Regions from separate parts of the Zea mays genome. Here region 2 is linked to region 1. A link is a contact called in public Hi-C data. All regions are on one chromosome and are shown on one strand. The core of a region is the stretch at or near the end of the contact, and the rest is flanking DNA. Distances in the headings are between cores, read along the strand shown. Region 1 has its middle 19 kb from the start of LOC103647479. Region 2 holds the start of LOC100279723 (Remorin family protein).

Region 1 (7,377 bases), core at 3,003-5,502:
ATTTCCCAAAATCCAGGTGACTGGGCTTGCTGGGCGTAGCAAGGTGATAGTCATCTTCGGAGTCAGTCCCTTCAATGTTTTCTTCTCCTTCGGCAGTTGTTGGGCCTGCTTCAGCAGCAGGCATTTCTTCTGTAGTCAGTAGACCGGAACGCTGCATTGCTTCGGAGATGGGCACAGTGTCTGAACCTTCGGCTTCGTCTCCCTCACGTACAACTTTGGCAGTAGATCGAATTCTCGCCATTTGATTCTAAGTTTGGGAAGTCAAAAACTTTTTACTTTTTTCTTTTCTCCGAAGCTCTTCTTTCTGACGAAGCGGACGTTGAGAAGCACCTTCGTTCGATTTTGGGACTTAAGCTTCGGCTATGATGGAAAATTTCGGCAGCAAAACAGTGCAAATAGCAATGAATGCTGTGGTAACTTCACAACTACTTGTCAGTTTATATAGTGCTGCAGGTAAGAAGGCGAAGCGGCGGAATTGTTACACCAGGCGCGCAGTAACTTGTACCCGCTGCGCAGTGGACCGCAAGGATCAAACAGTAACTCTGCAAGGTGGGACCGACACGCGCTCGGAAGTCGGATCGTTTCTCCGCAACGAGCTCAGGGAAGGTGTTTTTTGGACCTTCGGCTTCCCGAAGCTGAAGAGGCTTTTTTCACGGGTCAAGCTCGTTACGAAGAACGATCTAGCACCGCGAAAGGGGCTACTGTTGGGGTCGTGCTTCGGTGCGCCGAAGGTCTCACACGAAGAAGCAGCTTCGGCTGAAGTCGTCTCCAAGAGATGGCCGAAGGTCCCTTTTCATGGAGCTTCGGCGTTTTAAACCGACATAGAGATAGAATGACCTTTTTATACATATAGGTCTGAGTCAATGCTGTAAACTTTCGCAAGGGGCATAATTGTAATTTGTCACAGGCTGCGACCTGTGCCTATAAATAGATGAACAGTACCTCTGTACTGTTCACGTGAACCTGTCATTTGCTTTCGCATCACGCTTGTACTTTTGCCTTCCGCAGGATCAAAGGTACATTTGTAATTCAAAGTCATTTATATTCATTAATACAAGTAGAGATAATTCTATGACAATATTTAAATGTTTATTTCATATTCTATGATTTATGTGAATGCTTCATTCTTCGTTGTTATGTTTACGAAGGTATGTCCTTTGTAACCTTCGTCCGAGATGCTTTATATCCCGAAGGGATATATCGTTATGGAGGACGAAGGACCTTAACACTTAACATTTTTTGTGTTGCCTTGTTCTTAATTCTTAGCATTTGAGAACAAGTCCCCAACAGTAAGTTAGGTCACATGACAGGTAGAAGTACTACAACGGTGAAAACAATCCCGGAGATAAGAACTCGAAGCGACGGCTAAAACGACGAAACAAAAAGGTGAAGATCTACGGAGTCCGAGTGTCAAGGAGATGTGGACACTCGCGATTTAGTTAGGTCTTTTATTCTCTTTTAGCCGTACTATAAAGAGGGGTTGTCGATGAGTAGTTTGACCAAGAGAGTTCTAGTGTAGTATGGGTGCACAATCACACTCATACACAGTGCTAGGTGTCACTCTAGAACTCACACTCAAGTTAGAACGAAAACCGATTTGAAAATCAGCTGAAAAACAAGAGTTAGTGTTTCTGGCCTTGGGGCACCGGACTGTCCGGTGTGCACCGGACTGTCCGGTGCACCCTCTGCCAGGAGGGGCCTGGCTGGTCCGCGGCAGAGGCTTCGCCTTCCCAGAAACCCGAGAGCGCAGTTTTCAGAGTTGAATTTTAGTGGCACACCGGACACCGCACCGGACTGTCCGGTGTGCACCGGACAGTGGACTGTTCACTGTCCGGTGCGCCATGAGTCCAACGGCTCTCTGTCAGAACTAGCCGTTGGAAACGACCGTTGGCGCACCGGTGGCGCACCGGACTGTCCGGTGCGCCATCGCGCAGTGAATTGCCTGTAACGGCTAGTTGGTGGGTGAGGGCTATTTATACCCCCTCCACCCACCATATTCAATGTCTAGCACTCCCCATTTATTCCAGCACATTGCTAGAGCATTGGAAGCACCAAGAGCCTAGTGAGGAGATTAGAGAATCATAATCCGCGCTTGTTCCTCATTAGTGCTAGTGAGAGCCACCTAGAGCACACACCACTTGCATTAGGCTTCTCTTGGTCAAGTGAAAGTCTATGGCTTGTTACTCTTGGTGATCGGCATCACCTAGACGGCTTGGTGGCGTTGGGAGCTCGGTGATCACCGTGAAGATCTTGTTGGTGACCCGACTCAAGTTTGTAAGCGGTCTCGAGGGATCCACCGCGCCGGAGTGACAAAGGATCATCTCGTAGTGAGCACTTGGTTCTTGCGAGGACCAAGGGGGAGCGATACCCTTGCGCGGGTGCTCCAACAAGGACTAGTGGAGAGTGCCGACTCTTCGATACCTCGGGAAAAATTGGAGGAGTCTTCTAAACTTTGCTTTACATTCCGCACTTAATTCAAGCACTTTACATTGTGTATTTGCTTAGCAAGTATTTGAAGTATTATCTTAGCTTTGTTACATTTCTAGTATTATATTCTTAGTGCTAGTTGTTGGGGTGAAGTTGGGCTCTTGTTTAGCTCTTGCTTAGGTTTTAATTAGTGTTGATTTTTAGAAAAGCCCAATTCACCCCCCCTCTTGGGCATCGTGATCCTTTCAGGCGCCTGGTAGCCCGCGCCAAACTTATATCTACAAAAGTTAGGTTTTCGCGTCTGCTCACAGATACGTCGTCATCGTAGTTCTCTTCATCCCGACCACCTATGTGTATCTGCGATCAGGAGAGCGGGTCTCCGAAACCCATCGACTTCGAGGTCCTGCATCGGGAGAGGGCGAATAAGATTTTTGGGAAGCGTTCTCACACGACTGCTCGTGATCTTGTCATCGATCCTACTGTTACGACGTCGTCGACCCTGCTACTTTGACATTGTCGACCTTGCTGCTTCTACCAGCGTCGTCTACTACGCATTATATCTGATTTGATTGCATACTTCAGTTTATCTGTTATAGTAAAGATGTGCTGCATTTATATAATTATGATGTTAGGTAACCTATTAGGTTACTTGTTTTGGAACAGACAACTAAACTATTTGTTGTTGGTCATGATTTATATTCGAAATTTAATCTGAAAAATATATAATTTTTCAGCAGGTTGACGTCAAATTGTTTAATCTTAAAGCACTCTTATACTACACACGGGTAGAACTGAAGCTTAAGAGCTAGAGCTAGGTGTGTCTTGATCTCAATTTGCTTGCATCTACGTTTGCGTAAAAATATGCTCGAGCCGCCGTCCGTGCTGAGTGCTGTCTGAAGGTTTCGTCAGCCGACTGCAGAGCCCGTATGGAGGTCAATTTGAACAGAGAGAATTTTAGCCTCGTCAATCTCCCATATAAAAATGGATTTGAACGGGGTTAGAAATGAGCAAAGTACCTAGACTAAAGGCACGCTTGTAAAAAAGCCCATATAAAAAACGATGCAGATACAGGCTTGCAGCACAGGCAGCATGCAGTGAGATGCGCAAATCAAACTCCCATGAAATTTTGAAGCTGTACTTGAATACAACCAAGCCAAACCGATACATATACTGATATACATATGGATCGATCAAACAAATAAAAGAATACTAGAAATAGAGAGAGAGAGCTTGCTTAACGGCCGGCGACCTCAGTCCTGCTTCCGTTGGGCCGCGGCGAGCATGGGCGACAACGCGGACCGCGTCCGGGCGAAGGCGGCGACGGGCGAGGGCTCCCCGGCGTTGAGCGGCAGGTCGGAGAGCAGCGCGAGCATGCGGCGCGCGCTGAGCGACCGCGCGGGGCGGAGGCCGAGGCTCTTGGTGCGCGAGAACACGGTGGAGGACTGCGACAGGATGAGGTACACCAGCGCCTGCACCAGCACGAACATCCCGACCTTGATCAGCGCCGCCTCCATCCCCGGCTCCATGGCGGCAACAGTACGTAACACCGTCTTTCTTGCCTTGAGCGAGGCTGTGCTTCCAGATCAAATCCAAAAGCGAACGCTGCGTTGAGGTTCTGAATATGGCTCTATGAACTCACTTCGATTGCGCGAGAAATATTTTTGGATCGCTAGCTTGTGGCTTGTGAGGCGAAGTCGCGAAGAGGCGGGGCCATACGCGAGCTTTTATACGCCACGTACGGCGACAGGGCCTCTGGTTTGACCATGGCTGCTGGCTGCTAAACCGCTGGATGTTTAGTGCTGCCGTGACCGTGATGATGTCTCCCGGTCAATGGAGACCAGGTAAAAAAAAATAACGATTTCCGTTATGGTTGGGGTCGTCAGCACAGGTTACTGTTTTTTTTACTCTAGATGAACAGAATGGGTCATGCGGTCATATAAAACAGGCTTGATGTCTTCGACTCTCGATCTATGTTCGTTGACCCTGACCTATATATATTTATAGGTTTATTTTTATTAGATTTCTTTCAAATAACGACCTTGGTCAGCCACCAAATACAATATGCTGAAGCGTCCCTCTATTTCTAAGTAAATTAATTCTTAGAATTTATCTTAAGTTATTTTTTTATATTGACCAAATTTATATTAACAATGTTTATGACATCGAATGAATACATTAGAGAAATTTAGTTTATCATGTTTTTAATTATACTAATGTGCTATCGTAAATATAAACATTTTTTCTACAATTTAATTAAACTTAAATTTTAACTTACAACAATTTTAGAAATTACTTTATTTATAGGGACTAAGATATCATACATAAATAAGGGTTTAACAGGGTGTTTGGGACTACTCTGTGTCCATGTTTTGATGCTATGTTCCACCAATTACATGCCAAACAAGTCAAACTCTATCAACTCACTGCATTAACAAGCAGACGAGTGTCGTCCACGACGTGAAGAACAGTGGCTTCACTCTTGTGACGCGGTTGTCGCACACGGGCACAGGGGGAGCTTCAGGAAGTGTAAGCCATAATCAGCAACCTCACATTGACTGAGTTAACAGACTCGAGAATATGTAGCCTGGCCAACAGAAATGGGAAGTTCAGGATGTCTCTGCGCTATACGACCTCCTGAAACGCCCTGACAGGAAGGAAGTCGTTGTGGCCTCTTTCATCTGGAAGAATAGAATGCCACCGCGAGTGCAATTCTTTGCCTCGTTGCTCGTAATATTTATCCATCTCTTCCTCTCTCTTCCCCACGAGCAGCACCTGACCAGTAGTAGTTGAGGATCAGCTTGCCTTCATCCTTGCCGTTGTACCACCCGACGATGAAGATCTCGGTGCTGACGATGACGGCGTATGAGATAGCGGCGTGCGTCAGTAGGAGTCTCCTCGCGACGCTCACGCCAACAACGCCTGCAGTGCAGTCATGCCAGAGAGGTTGACTGTCTTGGTGTCGGCACGCAAGCGGTAGCGGCTGGCGATGATGGCGGCGAGCCATGGGGCCGGGTAGAACCCGCTGCAATTGACGACGAGAGCTCCGACAGTCGACGGCGGGATGCCAGCCTTGGTCAAGGGGCTGTCGAGCGTGGGAAAGAGAGCGACGATGGTAGTCCAGAGGTATACGGAGGGTGCTGGGAAGGAAAGAATAGATCAAAGCGAAATGTTATTTTTGTGCAACCAGTTGTATTGGTGGTTAATTATTTATCATCTCCACGTCCAGATTTATATTTTGACGTTTTGGAGTTGCAAATGAGGTGCTTCAAAACTCCACCCTCAATTATACTACGGCTCCGTGGAGTTGGCAGCTCCTTAGGGTTGATTTGGTGACCCGGGATCCCGGAAGAATTAGAGGAGAGTTTTGATGTTTAGCTAGAAAGTTAGCTGGAGTTTCTAGAGTTTAGCTCCAGAGCCATCTAAAGGCTTGTTTGCCCTGTGGCTTCGACTCGGTAAATGTATAGCACTATTATGGACCTACACTGGCGAACATATCAAATGTATACAAGATTTTAGTTGAGTTTAGCTATAAACTGCTGGCCTACTGCAAACCTATAAACTGTCGCTTCCTCATTTTTTAGTTGAGTTTAGCTAGAGGAATTGGCAGTGTGTAACAATAGCGAACATATCAGGTGCATACAAGATTTTAGTGCATATGATGCATATATTAAAATGACCATCCATTCTAGATCAAACGTCCCTTGATATCATATATAATCTTATAAAGAACATCTCTCACTATTATCTTTCACCACTTCCCACCTTGCTCTGTGCATGAAGGGGTAGGTGAAGGAGAACATTAGAACTTGAAAGCATCTAGGCCCCTGGTTGGTTTTAGTGATTAATGACAACGTAATATTATATGTGGCTAACTTGTGTTTTGCAGAGACAAATGGTAAGTCAGGTCGCATAACAGGTAGAAGTACTACAACGGTGAAAACAATCCCGAAGATAAGAACTCGAAGCGACGGCTAAAACGACGAAACAAAAGGCAAAGGTCTACGGAGTCCGAGTGTCAAGGAGATGTGGACACTCGCGATTTAGTTAGGTCTTTTATTCTCTTTTTAGCCGTACTATAAAGAGGGGTTGTCGATGAGTAGTTTGACCAAGAGAGTTCTAGTGTAGTGTTGGTGCACAATCACACTCATATACAGTGCTAGGTGTCACTCTAGAACTCACACACAAGTTAGAGCGAAAACCGATTTGAAAATCAGCTGAAAAACAAGAGTAAGTGTTTCTGGCCTTGGGGCACCGGACTGTCCGGTGCACCCTCTGCCAGGTGGGGCCAGGCTGGTCCGCGGGAGAGGCTTTTCCCTCCGCAGAAACCCGAGAGCGCAGGTTTGGGAGTTGAATTTTAGTGGCGCACCGGACATCGCACCGGACTGTCCGGTGCGAACTGTTCACTGTCCGGTGTGCCATGAGTCCAACGACTAGCTGTCAGAACTAGCCGTTGGAAACGACCGTTGGCGCACCGGTGGCGCACCGGACTGTCTGGTGCGCCATTGCGCAGTGAGATGCCTGTAACGGCTAGTTGGTGGGTGAGGGCTATTTATACCCCTTCCACCCACCATATTAAATGTCTTGCACTCCACATTTATTCCAGCACATTACTAGAGCATTGCAAGCACCAAAAGCCTAGTGAGGAGATTAGAGAATTATAATCCGCGTTTGTTCCTCATTAGCGCTAGTGAGAGCCACCTAGAGCACACACCACTTGCATTAGGCTTCTCTTGGTCAAGCGAAAGTCTACGGCTTGTTACTCTTGGTGATCGGCATCACCTAGACGGCTTGGTGGCGTTGGGAGCTCGGTGATCACCGTGAAGATCTTGTTGGTGACCCGACTCAAGTTTGTAAGCGGTCTCGAGGGATCCACCGCGCCGGAGTGGCAAAGGATCATCTCGTAGTGAGCACTTGGTTCTTGCGAGGACCAAGGGGGAGCAATACCCTTGC
Region 2 (7,377 bases), core at 3,453-5,952, 180 kb after region 1:
TTTATACAATTCTTTCAAGGTCTTAAACTTTTCTTTTTCTTTGTGCATGTAGTCATCGGCCTCACCTAACATTCTAACAAGATCATCATATGAATAACCATCATCATCAACATCATCAACATCATCATCATCTATATCATTTAAATCGGTGATGATTTTTACCTTAGCATCTCCCTTTGCCATGAGACAATGAGGGGATTAGAAAAGTGAAGGGGCTTCCTTGATGGCAATTCCGGCATTAAGCTTGGATGAGGTGTCATCATCATCATCCGAGCTATCATCCGAATCCCATTCAACTAGGTAGGCTTTGCCATCTTTCTTCTTGTTGTAGAATTTCTTCTTCTTCTTATCATCTCCATCTTTGCCCTTCTTCTTGTTAGGGCAATTCATGGCGATGTGACCGGGTTCCCCACACTCAAAACACTTTCTATCATTGAAAGCATTTCTTCTTGATGTTTGGCCTCTTCTAGGTTGACCCCTCTTCTTCTTCATGAATTTGTTAAATTTCTTTACAAATAGAGCCATATCTCCATCACTCTCACTTTCATTTTCTTCATCATCACTATCTTCTTTTTCAATTGCCTTAGAAGCTTTAGCTTTGAGAGCGATTGATTCATTCTTCACTTTCTTTGCCAAACTTATAGCATCGGCTTGAGATTTCTTGAATATATCTTGAGTAAGAATTTCTCCTAATACTTCGGTTGGAGAAGTTGTAGATAAATCACTTCTTACTAGCATGGTCACAATAGTCTCATACTTCTCCAGAAGATATCTAAGGAACTTATGAGTGAAATCCACATCCAGTACATCAAAATCAAGTCCCTTGAGCTCATTCACTATCTCATTTAACCGGTTGAACATATCGGATACACTTTCTTCTTCTTTCAAAATGAATTGCTGAAATTTTCCTTTGCACACATATAGCTTTGCACTCTTCACAATTGTAGTTCCTTCATGAATTTCCATTAGCTTAATCCAAATCTCATGAGCAGTTGTGAGATTCTTGATACGGTTGAACTCATTTATGTCAAGAGCATCATAGAATACATTCATGGCTTGATCATTTGTAAGAATGTTTTCATTGTCACTAGCCGATGGTTCATCTTGTTTCAACACAACAAACCCATCCTTGACAATTGGCCAAATTTTTCCACCTATTGCTCTAAGATGCATTGATATTCTTATTTTCCAATAGTCATAGTTATTCCCATCAAAATGCGGTGGCTTCCCAATGTGCACATTATTGTTACTAGCCATTTTGTCTAACTCCGGGATGATTAGATCCACAAACAATGGAGTCCTCGGCTCTGATACCACTTGTAGGATCTAGGACACCGGCTAGAGGGGGGTGAATAAACGATTTTGACTAAAATCAAAGACACTAGAGAAATTTAATCAATATGACAAGAGGTATAAATTCTCTAGTGACAACAAGTAAGCAATCTATGAGAAACAACTATGGTAATTGTATACATGAAAGACAATATTCGAAATACTAATTACTTGCACGGTAATAAGTAATGCGAGAAGAGAAAGACACCAGATTTTGTCCCGTGGTATCGGTGATTTGCCGATCACCCCTAATCCACGTTGAGGTGGACTTCAAACTCTCACTTGCTCCTCTATCAAGACGCGGCTTGATATTTGAGCCAAGTGGACAAGAAATCACTCAATACCTCGTTTCCACTAGCGTCGCCTTTGCCGCTCCGGCGAGGTAGGCGCGAACCCCTCACAATCGACACCACGGCTTCTCGACAATCTTCATGGAGAGCTCGATGGAGACAAACACCCGAGCCGTCGAGGAGGCGGCAACCTCCAAGAGTAACAAGCCGATGACGCTTGCTCGGTGTACCACCTAGTGCCTCAAGAATCACCAATGGATGCAAATGCACTAGGAACTCTCAATCTCTCACTAGAATGCAATCTAAAGCAAAGAGTGTGAGAGAATGAGTAGGAGGATCACAAATGAGCTCAATGTGTGCAAGGAATGGCCAAGTGAGCCCTCACACATAAGCTGCCCTTCTATTTATAGCCCACCTCACAATTCTAACTGTTATGTGCAACTAGCACAAATTATGCGCACACGCGGACGGTCCACGCCCTTAAGCCGGACGGTCCGCCGTACAAGTAACTGCTATTTTTCCCGTTTGAAATCTGTCAGAGCTGTCAGAAAAGCGAAGTCCAGACAGTCCGCCCACCTTGGCCGGACCATCCGAGACCTGGCAACAAGGAGCACCAGAGCTCTAACCACGATGAGCTAACACACGCAGACTGTCCGCCATACAAGGCCGGACGGTCCGCGACCTAGGAGTTAGTACAGTCCGGGCCCAGGCCCCGGACAGTCCATAGTACAAGTGCCCAAAAACACACAGTCCCTGCACAAACCAATTTAGCACCTGCGGACGGTCCGCCGACCCCGGCCGGACAGTCTGCACAATTATACAGGGACTGTGCAGAGGGCGACCCTCTCTGGTCAGTACTGCGAATGGTCTGGCCCCGAGGCCCAGACGGTGCACAATACAAACAAACAGGACCAGTCTGAAGTGAACATACTTCGGACCCCTCTAGATGGATCACAGACGGTCCGGCCACTTGGCCCGGACGGTCCGCCAACCCCATGACTTAGCAACTTTCCAAACACGCTTTCGAAAAGATTTTTAACTCTCGAAACTGGAAGCGCTGTTAAACCTCATGCAAATGCAACCACTAGATGTTCTATGAGGCACTAAGTTTTACACAGACCAAAGTCATTGACCCCTCTTAATAGTACAACCATCTAGCCTAGTAATCCGGTCAAATGTCTTCTCTAAACTCCTGGAGACCGGCAAAAACAAAAACCTATGGTATACCTTTGCCTTTACTTGATCCACAACCAATGCTTATAAGTCTCCAAGATTTTCTTTTCTCTGTGGTCCAACCTGCGTTCTTATTTCTCCAAGAACTGTTAGTCCACAAATAGTTGTCATTAATTACCAAAACATCACTAAGGGGCCTAGATGATTCACAACTACAAAATTGTTTTGCTCTTGGATTACTTAAACAAATCACATTATTGGTCACCAACAGTTGGCTAGATGGATTACAGCTGGAATGATTCTATGTACGGGTATGATTCTACATTTACTAACTTTTCTAGAAATCGAGTGGAGTAGTATGATTCTACATTTTTATTTTTTTATTCTCAGTTTTGACGATGAGCTGCCACCTAGCTTATCAATGGTAGTACATCCTAGTGCTCACCCAAAGGTTGGTATTGACTGGGACGCACTACAAATTGTTGAGTGCCAAGATGAGGAAGGTAGGATAGAAATTGTTGACGATGACAGAATGTATGAGTTGATCGGGTTGAGAGCTGAGGATGAAGCTGCTCAGAAGGTGGGTGAAGCTTTCAAGATGCAAGAGGGTGATGTCAATAGAGGTGATTGCGAGAATGGAACTATTGATGCAATCATCCCTGTTGATGATGAAATTCCAGATGAGAGGGTGATGTTGCATGACACAGACAAGCCTTGTATGGATATTGGAACAGTGTACCCCAGCATGCGTGACTTTAGGCTAGCTGTGAGACAGTTTGCGATCAATGAAGAGTTTGAGCTAGAAATATATAAAACTGATCTGAGTCGATTTATTGGTAATTGCAAAGGAGAAGGTTGCCCTTGGCATATTGTGGGATGTAGGCAACAATCTGGGAATAGTGTTATGGTATAGTCTAATAAGCCTAAGATGTTTGTACATAGGATATTGTTTATGTTGTTACTAATTAAGGTTAATTATTACAGGTGACTGTCTTAATTGAGGAACACACTTGTACTTCCAGTGCTAGAAGGAAAACCACGATCCTTACTAGCGCTTGAGTAGCATCAAAGGTTGTCCATCTCTTAAAGGAGTTGAACATGGGTCTGAGGGAGCTGCGGAAAAGGTTGGAAGAAAAATATAAGTGTGAAATTTACTGTGGCATCCACGGTTGGAAGATGGGAGATTCTGGAACAGGGGCAAGATTGGAAGAGCGTCCACGGTAATCGCGTCCAACGTCTTCACAGGCGCGGTTACGTCAATAGAGACAACCATGCATTCGAAGTACCAAAGTGGCGATATGTGTTCAGAGTACCAAACTGGCGAAGACAAAAGGCAGAGGTATTATAATGCCAAATAACTCAAAGTAGCATCATGGCGCCCCGATGCCCATCTAGGTTGCCTATGGCGGTATGGCCTGTCCTAGCCTCTCACTCAGGTGACCGCAACCCTTCCACAGAGAGCAAGCGAATGGTACACAAGAATTTGTTATCAGCGAAGTAGACAAAGTAGGATGGCCCCGAATTCTTTTGACTTGAGCTATAGGCATCATCACCGTCACCATCCTAGACCCTTGTAGCAACAAAAACGAGGGTGCTTTTTTTTTTTCTGACACGAGAAAATGAGCGCCGTTGGATTATCTTCACCTTTCACTCCCCCTCTTTCTGAGATCTGCTTTTTAAACACTGATTGTATGATGGTGGTTGCATGCAGCCTTTGGCCGGGTTCGTGCGCCTGACACAGACACAGATCTGGAGACAGATGGGTTGGCTACTTCCTCCTCCAGTGGTAAGCACAACGCTGTAACCAGCTCACAGTTTTGGATTCTTACTAGTGTCTCAATCGATCTGAGAGCAACCTGACCGCCCTTTAAAACGAGCTAGTGTTGTTAAGCTTCTGCAGCCTTTGCCGAGCGGCAGGACGACGAAGCGGAGGAGTTGCTGTGCGGGGTGAAGGAAGAGGAGTCGGCTCAGGTACAAGAACCGGCCAAGAATCCGGCAGGACGTCCCACCCCACTACCCCAGGTACTGTATTAATCTTGAGTCTTGCAATCCGTTGAATTGTGCGGGGTTGCAGTTGCCCATTTTGTATGCTTGTATGTTGTTCGAAAGAATGCCACAACCAACCAGTGGTACCACACTGAGGTTATTGTTCTTTTGCATGGTAGGAAGGGGTCGAAACAGCGGCCGGCCCCGGCCTTACTTGACCTCGGCAGCACTGGGTTAATTCCACGGAGCCACGTTTTCTACAAGTTTCGTGATTGGTGGTGTGGGGTTGATGAACAAAGGACTTGAAGCATTACTCATCCGGTCAGACGTGTTTCGTAGACCTTGACGCTGAGCTATCGGAGTTGGGTTTCCAAAAAAAGGTGGAGCTCTGAGAGAGTTCCGCATTCTTCTAAAGGAAGTAGGAGATACCCAGGAAGCAGCATGGCATTTTCTTACAGCAATGGGAGGACATTGCCCTCGAAATGGGAGGATGCAGAGAGGTGGATCTTCAGTCCCAATTCCAGCGACATGCGTGGAAGAACTACGGTTGCTCATGGTCGGAGGCCAAAGTCTAAAAGTGGCCCCCTGGGGCCTCCAGGAAGACTTGGTGGACAGTATTCATCTGTTTCTTCGGTGTCATTGCTTGATAGTGAGAGAGTTGGACCTATTACATCAAATTCTCATTTTTCAGCAGGAGTACTAATGCCAGGACATGTTTGTGGAGGAAAAAATACAAATGGGGCCTATTCAGGTAGACCAATTGGTGACGAAATCAACATTGGAGAAGGAGTCAGAATTTGTCCACTGAATGGTGGGTCTCATCCTATTCGAACTCCCAGAGTTCGCAAGCGATTAGATTCTGCAGTCGAATCATCTGCTTCATTGCCTAGCACACAAGAATCTATCCAAGGTATTTAAAAATGGTTTCTTGTGCACAGAGTGCATATCCATCATTATTTTTAGTTTTAGCCTATTGTTTAGTATTGAAATTTGGTTTAGTAGTAATTAGCAAAGCACAAAACACTTTGTTTGAGTTATCATCTATGTTTGTTGAAGCATAGAAGGCATGAATTGCGTTATGAAACCATTTTTTTTCAGTAACAAGTCGGAAGTTATTTACCTTAAGTTGTGCAGCAGATCTTCATAGAAAGTTATCATATTGTAGACTGAAAAGTCAGTAAATCTTGACCCGTTGCCTTTTTGTTGTTGCCTTGTTCAGACGAGCAGGTTGAAATCACAGAAGATTCAGCTTCAACTATTGCCTGTATAATTTCCAGGAAAGATGTTGCAACACAGACCAGCCCAGAGCTAAGTAGGTCCTCTTCACCCAACAATAGACCAACATTTAATCGTTCCCTGTCGACGGAACAAATGAAAGAGAGGGGGAGCTGTTTCTCAGATCTTGATATCAGGGATGTTCAGATGGATGATCGAGTGACTCTGACTAGGTGGTCAAAGCAAAATGTAACACGGTTGCCTAACAAGAATTCAACAAACATAATAGAGTGGAAGGAAAAAGCTGTGGAATCAAAATCTTTGTCCTGGGGCTTTGCCGAAGCGAAGTGCATATCCAAGTAAGAGATCACAGATCACTACATATTCAATTATTGTGCTGCTTGAAGCCTAATTTCCTAATACTTGTTACCTTATGTGTCATGAAATCTTCTGTAATGCTTATCTGTTCTAAATGTGTCCAAGCCTTAACCATCTCTCGAGTTTTTTTTTAAACATCAGTGTATATTTACACCAACAAATTGTGAAAGCTGATAATCTCTACAATATTATAAGGATTGGTAGAGAGGACACAAAAATTACTGCATGGGAAAGTATTCAAAAAGCAAAAGCTGAGGCAGCAATTCAGAAGTTAATGGTATGTTCTTTGTTCTATTTCAAACTGTGTTGCGCTATTTTTAACTGAATTGATGGTAGGATTGTTTACAGGACATCTTATTTATATCTAATGTATCTAGTTAACCCTGAATTGTACACACACTTCTATATCTATAATATCAGATTAAGATGGAGAAGAAAGGATCATCTTCGCTGGATAAGATTTTGAACACCCTCAAGTCTGCTCAGAGAAAAGCCCAGGTGATGCTTGAGCATGAGCTTGATGCAGTAACAGCAAACCAAGATGGAAAAGGCTCTAGGAAGGCAAAAAAGGGAGCACAGCGTAGCAAGAATGGCCAAATCAGTTCCCTGAGTGGCTGCTTCACTTGCCATGCTTTTTGATACATGTAATTCCAAAACTGAGTAAGTTGCAATCAGACTGTTAATGTGCATTGAATGTATTTTTGTATTGCATTTTCAGGCAATTTGATGTTCTGTTCCTTGAAGCAGCATCTATACCACACACTTTCTGTTACATAAGGCAATACAGTGGCATGCCAACTACAACGAAATTGTCAATCATCCTTTTGCCTATAACACGACGACAGACTCATATTTGCATACTGTGCTAGAAGTTCCCTGACTAGTGTTCAAATTTGTTGTAGCCGATGTGAACTTACCATGGTTATTTTTACATTTTGCAGATTGTGCTAGAAGTGCTCTATTGATGTATACATAATTTTTATAATTATTCCCACATAAAGCA

What was found. Hi-C and Micro-C count contacts between places; a contact is called where the count stands out from the background.
Region 2: a contact with region 1 is called in a Hi-C map of leaf, with 7 times the contacts expected there. The contact joins the promoter of LOC100279723 here to the enhancer-like site in region 1. A contact is called at or near these places in 8 of 25 Hi-C or Micro-C datasets (bundle sheath, ear, leaf and 1 more).

The regions. Positions count from the first base shown.
Region 1 is chr2:191,060,494-191,067,870 of Zm-B73-REFERENCE-NAM-5.0, forward strand. No RefSeq gene overlaps it. Among protein-coding and RNA genes, the nearest start is that of LOC103647479, 19 kb to the right of the region's middle. Within about 2 kb of position 4,253, at least 7 of the 20 cell types and tissues checked have an H3K27ac peak or open chromatin away from gene starts, as enhancers often do. A contact at or near this core is called in bundle sheath, leaf and leaf mesophyll, where this site is marked.
Region 2 is chr2:191,242,346-191,249,722 of Zm-B73-REFERENCE-NAM-5.0, forward strand. LOC100279723 (Remorin family protein) reads left to right here and starts at 4,703. Exons shown (of 6, transcript NM_001152682.1): 1 at 4,703-4,817; 2 at 4,961-5,691; 3 at 6,001-6,355; 4 at 6,570-6,651; 5 at 6,795-7,034. The coding sequence starts at 5,223. The coding sequence ends at 7,013.